2 separate regions of the Anser cygnoides genome follow, and region 1 is linked to region 2. The links are chromatin contacts, called in public Hi-C maps. All regions are on one chromosome and are shown on one strand. The core of a region is the stretch at or near the end of the contact, and the rest is flanking DNA. Distances in the headings are between cores, read along the strand shown.

Region 1 (2,760 bases), core at 157-2,656, 280 kb after region 2:
CCCCCTCGGGGGGCCCCCGGCGGCCGAGCCCAGCCCCACCACCACCACCCCGTGCCCTCCCGGGAGCGGGGCCCGTAACCCCGGGGTCCCGGCAGCGCCCCCCCGGCCCCGGTATCGCCGCCGGCCGCCCCCCCGCTCCCACCTCTTCCGCTCCATCTCTGCCGCCGCGGCCTCCGGTCGCCGCCTCCCGGGCCCCAGCGGGGCCTCCCCCGGCTCCTGCCTCCCGCTGCCGCCCCCCGCCGGGCCACCGAGCGCGGCCTCCCCTCGGCCACGCCGCGGCTCCGCTCGGCTCCGCTCCGGGCCCGGCCGCTCCGCTCCGCTCCGCCCGCCCCCGCGGTTCCGCTCCCGCCCCTTCCCCCGCCGCCGCCGCCGCCGCTCCCCGCGCTCCGCCTCCCGCCAGGGTCGGGGGCGGCCGGATCCCTCCGCCCGGGCACGCCGCTGGATATAGTCCCAGCCGGGGGGCGGTGGGAGGCGGGCGGGATGGCCCCCACGGAGCCTCCCCCGGGACTCCCTCAGAGCCCCCCCGGGGTCCACCCAGCGACCCCCCCGCCTCAGCCTCCGCGTGGAGCCGCTCCGGAGCCCCGCAGCGACGCCACAGAGACCCCCCCCGCCCCGAGAACCCCCCTCCCAGGCTCCCCGGAGACCACCTCCAGCTCCAGGGAGACCCCCCCCGGCCGCCCGTACCCAGCCCTCCGCCTCCACATGGACCCCCCCGGCTCCATAGAGACGCCCCTGGCTCCATATGGACGCCCCCCCACCTCCACAAAGACCCCCCCCGGCTCCCCATGGGTCCCCCCTTAGCTTCACAGAGACCCCCCCCGGCCGTCCATGCCCACCCCTCCACCTCCCTATGGACCCCCCACGAGCTCCACAGCGACCCCCCCAGGCTCCACGGAGACCCCCCCAAGCTCCACATGCCTCCCAGAGACCCCCCCCCCCCCCCCCGAGCTTCCCAGAGACCCCCACCTCCACTAAGACTCCCCCCAAGGCTCCACGGAGACCCCCCCGGCCGCCCATGCCCACCCCTCCACCTCCACCCCGACCCCCCCGAGCTCCGCAGCGACCCCCCAGCTCCACCCCGACCCCCCCCCCCCCCCCCCCCCCCCAGAGCTCCACATGGCCTCCCCCGACCTCCCCGGAGACCCCCCCCAGCCGCCCATACCCAGCACTCCACCTCCACATGGACCCCCCCCGGCTCCGCGTGGACCCCCCCCGAGCACCACGGAGACCCCTGCCCCCCCCCCCCCCCCCCCGCTCCCACCGAGACCCCGGCCCCGGGCTCACCCCGGCGCCCGCCGCCGCGCCCCCCCGCGCTGTCCCGGCGGCGCCGCCTTGGGCATCCTCCTTCCCCCGCGCCCCGCTCCGCGGCCCCGGCCCGGCCCCGCGCCCCCCGCCCCGCCCGCTCGCGCCCCCTGCAGCCCCGGCCCCGCGCCGCAGCCCCGGGGGCTGCCCGCGCACCGCGGGCACCGGGCGGGGGGAGAGGGGGGGGGCACCAAGAACGTGGGGCCACGGACACACCACCCAGGACATAGGGCACGGACGGGCCACAAAGGACACAGGGCCGTGAACAAGCCGTGCAGGACACGGCCCACGGATGGCCCACCAAGGAAAATAGGCCGTGGACAGACCACCCAGGACATAGGGCATGCAGGACGTGGGGCGTGGATGGGCCACCGAGGACATAGGGCATGGATGGGCCATGCAGGCAGGACATGGCCCCATGGATGGCCCACGAAGGACATGGGGCATGTATGGGCTCACCAGGACATTGCCAGCCCACCAAGGACACAGGGCCATGGACAGACCACCCAGGACATAGGGCATGCAGGATGTGGGGCGTGGATGGGCCACCGAGGACATAGGGCATGGATGGGCCCACCAGGACATTGCCAGCCCACCAAGGACATCGGGCCATGCAGGACATGGCCCCATGGATGGGCCACCAAGGACCTGGGGCCATGAACGGGTCATGCAGGACATGTCCCACGGATGGGTCACCAAGGATGTGGCCCCATGGGCAGACCATCCAGGACACAGGGCGTGGATGGGCCACCCAGGACAACGCCCACAGATGAGCCACCCAAGACATGGCCCTGTGAACGGACCACCCAGTTCATGGGGCATGGATGAGCCACCCAGGATGTGGCCCCATGGACTGGCCACCACAGAGATGGCCCTATGGATGGGCCATGCAGAACATAGGACATAGATGAACCAACCAGGACATGGCCCCATGGACGGGCCACCCAGAGCTTCCAAGCCCCCAGTCCCGCAGACAGACCCCTGGGGCCATGCCACTGGCAGCCCCACGGCCCGGTGTCCTGGGCAGGTGGGCAGCCCCATGGCCACCCCCGTCTCCCATGGGCAGGCAGGGCCATGCCAGCCCCACGGGCGGTGGGTGCTCAGCAGGGCCGTGGGGTACAAGAACCCCCAGTCTCTGCTTCTGCAGGCTGCGGTGGCGTGGCCCTAGCACGGGGGGCTTCTCCTCGGCCACGTGCCCAATGCCGGGACCCACACAGCTCACCGTGCCCAGCCTGCTGCACCCAAAACTGCCCTGACCCAACGCCTGCTGCCTCCTGCGGCGCCTGGGCATTGGAAGAAGAGGGCTGGCCTGCTACGTGGCCCTCCTGGAGGCTTTTTCGGGGATGGTTGGGTTTGGACATCTTACGGGTCTTTTCCAACCTAAATGATTCTATGATTCTGTGGTTTTGCTGGGTTCGTTCAGCACGGTCTGTAGCACCAACATCCGTTCTCCTGGGT
Region 2 (2,700 bases), core at 142-2,641:
CCCCCCCCCCCCAAGACAGGTGCCCCCCCAGCCCTGGCTGGGTGTAAACGGGTGGGATGGAGGCACGTGAAAGGGAGGCACGTCCTCCAGCCCCAGGGCGCAGAGCCTGATGGCAGGGTCCCAGCTCCGTGTCCCCAAGCCCACGGCGTGAGAGCCGCAGCACCCCAACAAGGGCTCTGCACCGCGTCCTGCTCAGGTCCCCCCCGCCAGCACGTAGGGACCCCCGGGGCCTCCCCTCCTGCTCCGTCCGTGTGGTCAGGGCAGGACCCCGGGAGGGTCCCCGGCCCCTGTCCCTCCCGGGGCTGACGGGCAGGGGTGACCCTCGGTTCCATCCCCGTCCCCCGGGACTCACCGAGCGGTGGCTCAGCCCCAGCGGAGGCTGGATCCGACCAGGAAGGAGCTGAGCTCTGGGGCTGGTGGCAGCGGTGTCACTCCCGGGCGCCTCGCGTAACCCTTTGTGGGCCAGACGCTGCCTGCAGGAGGGAGAGGGCAGGGGGAAGGGGTCCCTGGGCAGCTCCACCGGGCACAGCAGGAGCTGTAGGGGGGCTGTCCCCGCTGTCCCCCCCCGGGCTGGTGGCTCAGCCACGTCCACTCGTGCCCCACGCGGCCCCAGGCAAGGACAGGACGCACAGGACGCGGGGGGTCACCGGGGGTGGCAGTGCCCGAGCACGGGGCCCTTCCTCCCGGCCGGGCCCCCCTCCGAGGAGGTGGGGGGGGGGGGCTCCACGCCACCCACACCGCCCTGAGCCCCCAGCCCCTCCCCGGGCCGTCCCTGGGGGACCGCACAGCTTCACCCAGCGCCACGCGAGGGGCCGGGGACAGCAGCTCCGCGGGGACACCCAGCCCTGGGGGGGCCGTGGGTGAGACCGCGGCCCCTCGCTGCCCCCCTGGGCCGCCGCCCCCTTCCCTCCCCGGCCCCTTCCCTCCGCCCCCACCTCGCCGCCGGCCGGGGCTCCCGGCTCCTGCCTCCCGGGGGGCTCCCGGCCACAGAGACCGGCTCCACGCCGCGGCTCCCGGTCCAGGCGTCGGCCCGGGCTCTGTACCGGGGGTGCCGGGGCAGCTCCGAGCCCCGCTCCCGGGCGTCCCGGGGGGACCAGTTCCTGCGGAACCCCCCCGCCGCCAGCCGCCACCCCGGGGCCATGGTGCTGGGCGCGGGGCTTCAGCGGCGGGCTCGCAGCTCCCCGGGGGAGGACGGGGCAGCTCCCGGTGCTGCTCCCCGGAGCCGTTCGGAGCCTCCCCGCGCCGCCGCCGCCGCTCCCCTCCCTCGCAGCGCCGCAGCCCCGGGGCACGGCGAGGCCGCCCATGGTGAGGGCAGCGCGCCCCGAGAGCCGGGCGGGCTCCCCCCGGGGACACCCGAGGCCGGTGCCAGGCTCACGCCGCTCCCCGGCCTCCCCCCGGTGCCCGCTGCCCGCTGCCCGCTGCCCGGTGCCCCCCCCCCCCCCATCCCCATCCCCACGGAGCCGCCCGGGCCCGATCCTGCCCCCGCCGCCGCCGTTGCCATGGCGCCGGCCGGGCCCGGCCGCGCGGTGCCTCCCGGCCCCCAGGGGGCAGCACGGCGCCGGCCGCTCCGTCCCCGCCGCTCTGTGGTGCGCCGGGCCCTGGCCCCTTCCCCGCCCCCTCCGCCCTCCCGTCCATGGTCCCCGCCGCTCCCAGGCTGCTCAGCGGCGGCGGCCGGAGCCGGGAGCAGCGCGGCGGCGGCGGCGGAGGGGGGCGCGGGCCCGGCCTGCCCCTGCCCTGCCCTGCCCGCGCCCTCGGCGGCCGCCATGGAGCTGGAGGTGCCCGAGGAGGCGGAGGGCTCGGCCGCGGCGGGGGCCGGTGCCGGCGCCATCACCCCGGAGGGCAGCGCGGGGGGCCCGGACGCGGCAGGAGGTAACGGGCGCTGCCCCGCCGGGGGTCGCCGGCCCCGCGCGGAGCCCTCAGGGCCCCCCCGTCCCGTGGCCGTCCCCCCCTCCCGCAGCCCGCAGTGGTTCAGCCCAGCCCCCCCCCCCCCCGGGTGCGGGTGGTGCCTCCCTGCCCCGTCCCCCCGGGGGGGTTCCGCTGCCCCCCCCCCCCCTTCATCCCCCCCCCGCCGGGCCGCGTGGTGCGCTCCGGCCGCCGCTCCGCGCAGCGGGGGGCCCGGAATGGTTCCGTCCGCGGGGGGGGGGGGGAAGCTCTCGGTGGTCGGGGCAGGCGGGGCGCCCCCAGCACCGGCGAACCGCGGCAGGAGCCGGGGCTGCCCCGGGGGGCGCCGCCTGGCACCGGGTCCCGGCCCGGCGCCACCCCCGGCTGGTTTTGGGGCCGGCCGGCTGCAGGCAGCCCGCAGGCTGCGCCGCCTGGCTCCGGGCGGTCTCGCCTCCGATGGCCCCGTTTGGGAGGGAGCCAAACCGGGCCCCTCGGCCCCGGCCCCGCCGCTGACGGCAGCTCCCGGAGGGGGGGGGGGGCTGGAGGGGGCTGGGGGCGGCCCCCGAGCGGTTTTTGGAAGGGGGCGACCCCGCGGGGCCCGGCGGCAGGGCTGGGGCTGCGGTGCCGTGCCCCCCGTGAGGTGTTCTGCTCAGCCTCGCCGGCGGGAAGCCGAGGCCGTCGTGCGGCAGCCGTCGTGCAGCAGCCGTCGTGTGGCAGTCCCCCCCTCGCGTCGCACGCACGAGGCAGGCCGGAGCGGCGGCGAAGCGCTCGTGGCCCAGCCGGTGCCGCTCGCCTCGACGCCCGTGCTGCTGCCGGTGG

The links. Hi-C and Micro-C count contacts between places; a contact is called where the count stands out from the background.
Region 1: a Hi-C map of liver shows a contact between it and region 2, with 8 times the contacts expected there. The contact joins the promoter of MBD3 here to the promoter of TJP3 in region 2. A contact is called at or near these places in 2 of 7 Hi-C or Micro-C datasets (both in liver).

Annotation. Positions count from the first base shown.
Region 1 is chr27:4,919,131-4,921,890 of Taihu_goose_T2T_genome, forward strand. It overlaps MBD3 (methyl-CpG binding domain protein 3), which reads right to left and starts at 1,407. Exons shown (of 8, transcript XM_066983799.1): 1 at 1,285-1,407. The coding sequence starts at 1,340.
Region 2 is chr27:4,640,077-4,642,776 of Taihu_goose_T2T_genome, forward strand. It overlaps TJP3 (tight junction protein 3), which reads right to left and starts at 1,392. Exons shown (of 21, transcript XM_066983972.1): 1 at 936-1,392; 2 at 353-473. The coding sequence starts at 1,141. It overlaps PIP5K1C (phosphatidylinositol-4-phosphate 5-kinase type 1 gamma), which reads left to right and starts at 1,625. Exons shown (of 19, transcript XM_066983987.1): 1 at 1,625-1,869. The coding sequence starts at 1,764.